Linked DNA regions of Xenopus tropicalis: region 1 is linked to region 2. A link is a contact called in public Hi-C data. All regions are on one chromosome and are shown on one strand. Each heading gives the region's core, a stretch centred on a gene start, on an enhancer-like site or on the middle of the called end of the contact. The rest is flanking DNA. Distances are from core to core; before and after follow the strand shown. Region 1 has its middle 25 kb from the start of dact1. Region 2 has its middle 83 kb from the start of dact1.

Region 1 (3,713 bases), core at 418-2,917, 59 kb before region 2:
ACAAAATACCAAATAAATGTAACCAGATTGTTTGGCCATAGGGCCAAATAATCAGATCAGCCTGATATTGCCTACGTTAGGTGTTCATATCAGAAAAGATGCCCTGGTTTGGCAAGCTTTTTGATGATGATGTCCAACAGCTGGTCTTAGGGCTGTGACACATGGGGAGATTAGTTGCCGTGCAACAAATCTTCCTTGTTGCGGGCGACTAATCTCCCCGAAATGCCATCTCACCAGCTAGAATGTAAATCGCCGGTGGGATGGCATACGCGGTGCCGCGATTTGCCTGAAGTCGCCAAAGTTGCCTTGTGAGGAGACTTCGCTGACTTCGGCAAGTCACGGTGTCGCCCATGCCATCCCACCGGTGATTTACATTCTAGCTGGTAGGACAGCATTGCAGGGAGATTAGTCGCCCGCAACAAGGGAGATTTGTTTCGACGTGACTAATCTCCCTGTGTTCCACAGCCCTTAACTAACCATGGGAGGGAGCGTTTAGTTTAATAGCCTGATATTCATTGTGTAAACATGTGCTGCTTTTTAGGAACTAAGAGGAACAGGTAAGTGTTTTGATTTTCTACTTTTAGCCCACAGAGGTCTTTGCACAATTTAAGAACTGACATATTCTACCATTACATTGATATTCTGTAGTTAGTGTAATGGCACGCGGGTTGCCCCCCCCATGTGAAAACAGATATACCCAAAATTGCCATTTCATTGTGGTGCATTGATATCACTTTGAGTATGTCAGTTAAACCAGTGGTTCCCAACCATTTTTGCACCACGAACCGGTTTCAAGCAAGACAGTTTTTCCAAGGACCGGGGATGGGGTGTGCGGTGCAACTAGTGCTAGTTACATTTTATATTATGCACTTTACTATTAATATTATTATTACATACAGCTTAATAAAGTACTTTGGTCCTTGTCGTAATCAGTAGAAATCTTCCTGGGCTTCGCATAGCTATTGTCATGGCTGTGTAATGCATCAGGGAGTTGGGATCACAGGTAATTGGGAGCAGAGGTGGCCCGGTTCAGCACAGCCCACGGCCCGGCACTGGTCCCCGGACCGGTGGTTGGGGACCCCTGAGTTAAACAACATAATCATAAAATGCGAATATGGCCATTTTCGCTCAATTATGTGTTTTACTGACTTAACTGTGTGCCACTTTAGTAGAGCTTTTTTTTTCAATTTTGTCACCAGCAATTTCTTGCAGATGACAAAACACTTCATTTTCAGTACTCTTTGGGTATTGGACCAAAGAAATGAAACAAAGGAAATAGGCCATGGACCTGTATGGCCACTCAGCCAGAGGCAGTTTTTCGGCCTGCGGTTAAGCGCAGACTGAGAATATGCCCCTACACTTTCAATATCTAAAAGTTGTCCTGTACCCATAAGCATTGCTTCAGCCTGGGTGCAGGCACATGCAGTGTATTTCAGGCTGAAACTGCATATTCAAGCAGTTTCTGGCTAATATAAGTTGTATGTGCCTGCAACCAGGCTGAAGCAACGCTTCTGGGTACAGGACAACTTTTAGATCCTTCAGTCTATTCAGCATAGAGTTGGATTCTCAGCCTGTATTTATCCGCAGGCCAAGAATCTGCCCTGTGTGGCACTAGCCTAAGGCAAATGGCAGCCAAAGTTATCTTCTCCCCTCAGTTGAGTTGATGACTAATGTTTACTGTCAGGCTGCTTGCTAATCATGTAGCACACACCTACTTCAAAGAAATATATACCATCTCCTTCGTTATCTGGTACTTTACAAACAATTGTATCTCCAAACAGACTGAATGATTTATTATCCACTCTAGATACAGTTGCATCTGAAGGACATTTCAGAAATGTAAACTCAAGAGGACAAAGGCAAAGTAACCGACTCACAGGCACATTTTTAAAGCCGTGCATTTAAAAAAAAAAACAGTCTGGCTAAAATTAACCGAATAATTACAAAGTTGCAGTTTTTAGGGCTCTGGCACACGAAGAGATTAGTCGCCCGCAACAAATCTCCCTGTTTGCGGGGACTAATCTCCCCGAATTGCCATTCCGCCTGCGCAGCGTGTGCCATCCCACCGGATACTTACATTTTCGCCGGTGGGATGGCAATTCGGGGAGATTAGTCGCCCGCGAACAGGGAGATTTATCGCAGGCGACTAATCTCTCCGTGTGCCAGAGCCCTTAGAGTAAACTGGGTGTCATTTCCGTATGTAAAGCTTTGGGTGTGCTAAGAGTATGTATGCAAAAGGTCTTAAGCTGGCCATACACGTGGCGATCCGACGATGTTTCGTACGACCATCGGTCGCACGAAACATCGTCAGATCCGCCACACACCATTCAGGGCTGAATCGGCAGGTAAGGAGGTAGAAACAATAGGATTTCTACCTCCTACGAGGTTTCGTACGATAATATCGGTGCGTGTATGGCCACCTTTACTTCTCTACAGCTAAAAGGGTGACCTGGTCAGCTTATCTTCTTATAGAAAGCCGCTCTAGGAAGGGGGTTAAGACTAAAGCTGGCCATACACGTGGCGATCTCACGATGTTTCGTACGACCGTCGGTCGCACGAAACATCGTCAGATCCGCCACACACCATTCAGGGCTGAATCGGCAGGTAAGGAGGTAGAAACAATAGGATTTCTACCTCCTTCTGCCGATTCAGCTCTGAAGGGAGAATTTTGGTCAGGCGCCTTCTATGGCGCCCGATCAAAATTTTCTAACCTGGCCGATCGGCGAGTCGACCGATATCAGCAGCTTCCTGCGATATCGGTCGGCTCGCTGACATGCCATACACGCACCGATTATCGTACGAAACGAGGTTTCGTACGATAATATCGGTGCGTGTATGGCCACCTTAAGGCCAGCTTTTCGAATACCTTCCTGTCATTGCACGGAAGGAGAGGAAATCAGACACAAGCATTTGCAGGCCAAATTCTATATTCATTTTCAGTGTCAGCTTCTCGCACTGTAGGTACAGGTATGGGAACCATTATCAGGAAACCTGTTATGCAGAAACCTCCAAAGGCCATCTCCCATAGACTCCATTTAAGAAAACAATTCTAATTTTTAAAAATGATTTCCTTTTTCTCTGTAATAATAAAACAGTGCCTTGTACTTAATCCCAACTAAGCTATAATTAATCTTTCAGACGCAAAACAATTCTATTATGTTTATTTAATGTTTTTTTGGCAGACTAAAGCTGGCCATACATGTGGCGATGGTCGTATGAAACATCGTCAGATCCGCCACACACCATTCAGGGCTGAATCGGCAGGTAAGGAGGTAGAAACAATAGGATTTCTAGCTCCTTCTGCCGATTCAGCGCTGAAGGGAGATTTTGGTCAGGCGCCTTCTATGGCGCCCGATCAAAATTTTCAAACTGGTCCGATCGGCGAGTCGGCCGATATCAGCAGCTTCCTGCGATATCGGTCGACTCGCCGACATACCATACACGCACCGAATATCGTACGAAACGAGGTTTCGTACGATATTATCGGTGCGTGTATGGCCACCTTTAAAGTATGAAGATCCAAATTATGGAAAGACCCCTTATCCGTAAAAACCCCCAGGTCCTGAGCATTCTGGATAACAGGTCTCATACATGTACAAATCTGCAGGGATGAATGAAGCTAATTACCGAGGAGCTGCTTTATCAAATTGTAAAGGAGAAATGATAGTGTATCAGTAAAACATCTCCATCCATTTAAATATTTATTTTTCATG
Region 2 (3,317 bases), core at 594-3,093:
TTTAAGATTTTGTGAACTAAACACACATACAATCAGTTTTTTTTAAACTGCCCTTTAATAGCATCTATTGTATTTTGTATGTATGTATGTATATCTTTATTTATAAAACGCTACTTATGTACGCAGCGCTGTACATGTTTATGTTGTGACTAGGGTTGCCACCTGGACCCTGCAAAAGCCCGAGCCATTGTTACAATATACTGGTAAAGTAGTTGCCAGTAAATTTGTAATATCCTTTTGTTCTGCCCCTGGTCCAACCATTTAATCACTGATCCACTTCATTACTTTTCTCTGCTGTTCGATGGAGAATCTGTTAGCAACAAACCCACTTATGTTAAGGGTCTGCCTACATACATCATCATTCTGCTTGCTAATGTAATTGATCCACTCCCTAACACCTGGTTGTGCCCAGTAAGTCTTATTTTAAAAGGTGGCAACCCTGGTTGTGACCTTTAGTTTGATGTTTTTGTACATAGTTTTCCATGGTGAATGGACATATGTCTGTGTCCCAAATGGATCTTCTTGTTCTGCACGATATCTCCCACAATATTCATAAGAGGGATTAAAACGACCTCATTTAAAACTTAGCTGTAACTTTGGTGGGGACTGGGGTCGACAGAGTTTGGTGAGGCGCTATTAGTAAAATATTGTAGCTGAACTTACTACTTTTATTATTTTAACCATCTTGTCTGACTGTCCCATCAATCACTGGCTTTAAAGCAAACATTCCCTGCTTTTTTATTTCAGTAAACATTGACAAAATTATTTATGTATTGCCTTCAAATACCTTCCAATGCAAGAAAGTACCCCTTTGGTAAAATAAATAGTTGTAAAGAGTTCATGATAAGTGGAGGCATTTAGTTATGTTGCAAGCTTTCAGTTACTCCTTTTGTGTTCCTTCTGAAAGGTCCAAAGATCCTTAAGGTGCCTAAATATGGGCCAATACCCAAAATAACACCCTCTCTAATAAATGTCTGACTGAGGCTCAGACAGATATTAATCTGGCTGGGTGGAAAACCCCTCTAGCTGAAGTCCACAGTGAACATCAAATGTCTCATCTGCTCCCATTGTATCTAAAGGTCCCCATACAGGAGCCGATTCTAACTGCCGATATCGGTCCCTTAGACTGATTCAGCAGCTAATCGGGCCGTGTATGGGCACTCCCGACGGGCCTGCCCGACCGATATCTGGCCTGAAATCAGCCAGATATCGATCGGGCAGGTTAGAAAATCTAGTCATATCGGGGACCGCATCAGCTCATTGATGCGGTCCGCGGATCAACTTTGCCTATGCCCTTCATTATAATTCGATCGTTTGGCCCCAGGGCCAAACGATCGAATTACCCTGGATTCTCCCAATATCGCCCACCCGTAGGATCTGCCCATGTATGGGGACCTTAATTGTTAGCAAATATCTGCAACCTTTCTGAAGATCAGGCTTCCCAGCTGCTGAAAAGTCTGTATCCCAAACCCATTCTTCTGGGGACAGAGATACTACTCTTTCCTTTCTTCTCTGGCAATATCTGAGTACTTGCACTAAAGCAGCATTCACTTTTCCCACTTAAGATTATAATGCATTCCACCATCATTGTCTTCCTTGGTTATTGAAGCATCTTCCTAAATTGCTTGATATACTTTTTTCTTTTCAGTCTATCAGACATTCTGGGACCTAGCTTTTCTACTTGTCTCTCCCTTGTCTGTCCCTTTTCTCAGTATTTTGTCCCCTACAAGCTTATACAGCTGCAGAGAACACACCACTTCCAATGCCTACTCTAGAGGGTGGGGGGAGAGCAGAGACACACTGAAGCATTGAGGTTAGAGGGGCTGCTTGGGGCTTTTGAAATCATTAACAATGGTTTTGTTTTTAGACTTAAGCCCAGAGTGTGAAACTTTGGATTTGCCTTCATGCAGGTCACCTGGAAAAACAGAGAAAGCTTTAATTACAGCTCTCTGCTCTGTAGTTTAAACTCAAAGGCTTATCACAGCTAACTCTGACAATCCTTGTTACACAGACAAGTCCCCTTAAAATAAACAGGCCCTTAGACACAGTAACACTCCAAAAGAAATGGCAAAGCATTTGTTCCTTTCAAGGATGTGATATCAGATAAATCTGGCGTCTTCTGTTTTTAGGCAGAATTACTATCCACAAGAATCTAGCAAATGTGTTTAAATTATCCTTAGTTGAAACAAATAGGCAATAGTGAGTTAAAACAGAAATGCAATAGTATCTTTTAATCCTTAGTATAAGTAAAGTAAACAGAGGCATGGAACACCCTATGTGCAAGTAAAGGTGGGACTGCTTTGGCTCATTGATGCAGTCCTCCAATCCGCTCATTTGGTGGCCTCGCCAAACAAGCAAATCTTAACATGTATGGCCATCTTAAGTTTGAATAGGCAGGGTCACATGATCACAATACACTTTGGTGAACATCACCATTATCATATATATAGTAAAGTTACATAGCACTTTACATTCATTTCTAACACACAGGGGTCTGAACATAATTTAACAAACAAAGGTTTGTTCCTTTCAAGGAGGCGATATTAGATAAATCTGGTGTCTTCTGTTTTTAGGAAAAAATCACTATTAGTGATCACCATTTATATATTAAACTTACATAGCATTTACATTATTATATAATAAATAGGGTCTTATGATTATTGAACAAACAAGGGTTTTAGAATAAAAATGGAATCAAAAGGCCAGAGTCAGTCCAAGTAGTGTTGCTTGCTGCCTAAGGCAATGTTACCTGGCAAGCTCATACTCATAGCCACCCTTCACCACCACTTCCATCACCATCATGCCAAATATATAAATACTATACATGTACGTAAACTGTGACATTCCATTTTCCCTTGTCTTCCCAAAAAGCACAGCCTATTGTTTTCAATATGCAGAAAGGAAGGAAAATATCCAGTGAATGCTGTGGGTAATTCTCAATTTGCTAATTGGTTGCAACCATATGTAGAAAGCAAGCGGTGGTTAAATATGAAACAGACTGCTGGCAGTTTGAGCTGTTCTGATAGCAAAAGTATGTAGCATTTGGTCTAGATATTCCTTTCTGTTTCCAGCATTTGGCAGAGCGCTGTATAGTATTTTAAGAATCTGTTCAAACGTGCCTCCTATTGGGAACATTTATGGAAAAGTATAAAAATACATTTTAAAAAGAATCAAAGAAAAATTTGTCTCTTTCAGTGCTGCACCTGGTGCTCAGCGTGTGTCCAAGCTTTATTCTTTTTAGGGCTCTTAACCAAACCCAAGAATTTGAGCTGTAGAGTCATTCTACTCATTTATTCTTAAAGAAATATTCTTGTTTT

The links. Hi-C and Micro-C count contacts between places; a contact is called where the count stands out from the background.
Region 1: a Hi-C map of tailbud embryo shows a contact between it and region 2, with 2.2 times the contacts expected there. The contact joins two enhancer-like sites. A contact is called at or near these places in 3 of 5 Hi-C or Micro-C datasets (gastrula embryo, neurula embryo and tailbud embryo).

The regions. Positions count from the first base shown.
Region 1 is chr8:103,297,430-103,301,142 of UCB_Xtro_10.0, reverse strand. No RefSeq gene overlaps it. Among named protein-coding and RNA genes, the nearest start is that of dact1, 25 kb to the left of the region's middle. Within about 2 kb of position 1,667, at least 2 of the 11 cell types and tissues checked have an H3K27ac peak or open chromatin away from gene starts, as enhancers often do. A contact at or near this core is called in gastrula embryo and neurula embryo, where this site is marked.
Region 2 is chr8:103,239,112-103,242,428 of UCB_Xtro_10.0, reverse strand. No RefSeq gene overlaps it. Among named protein-coding and RNA genes, the nearest start is that of dact1, 83 kb to the left of the region's middle. Within about 2 kb of position 1,843, at least 3 of the 11 cell types and tissues checked have an H3K27ac peak or open chromatin away from gene starts, as enhancers often do. A contact at or near this core is called in gastrula embryo and neurula embryo, where this site is marked.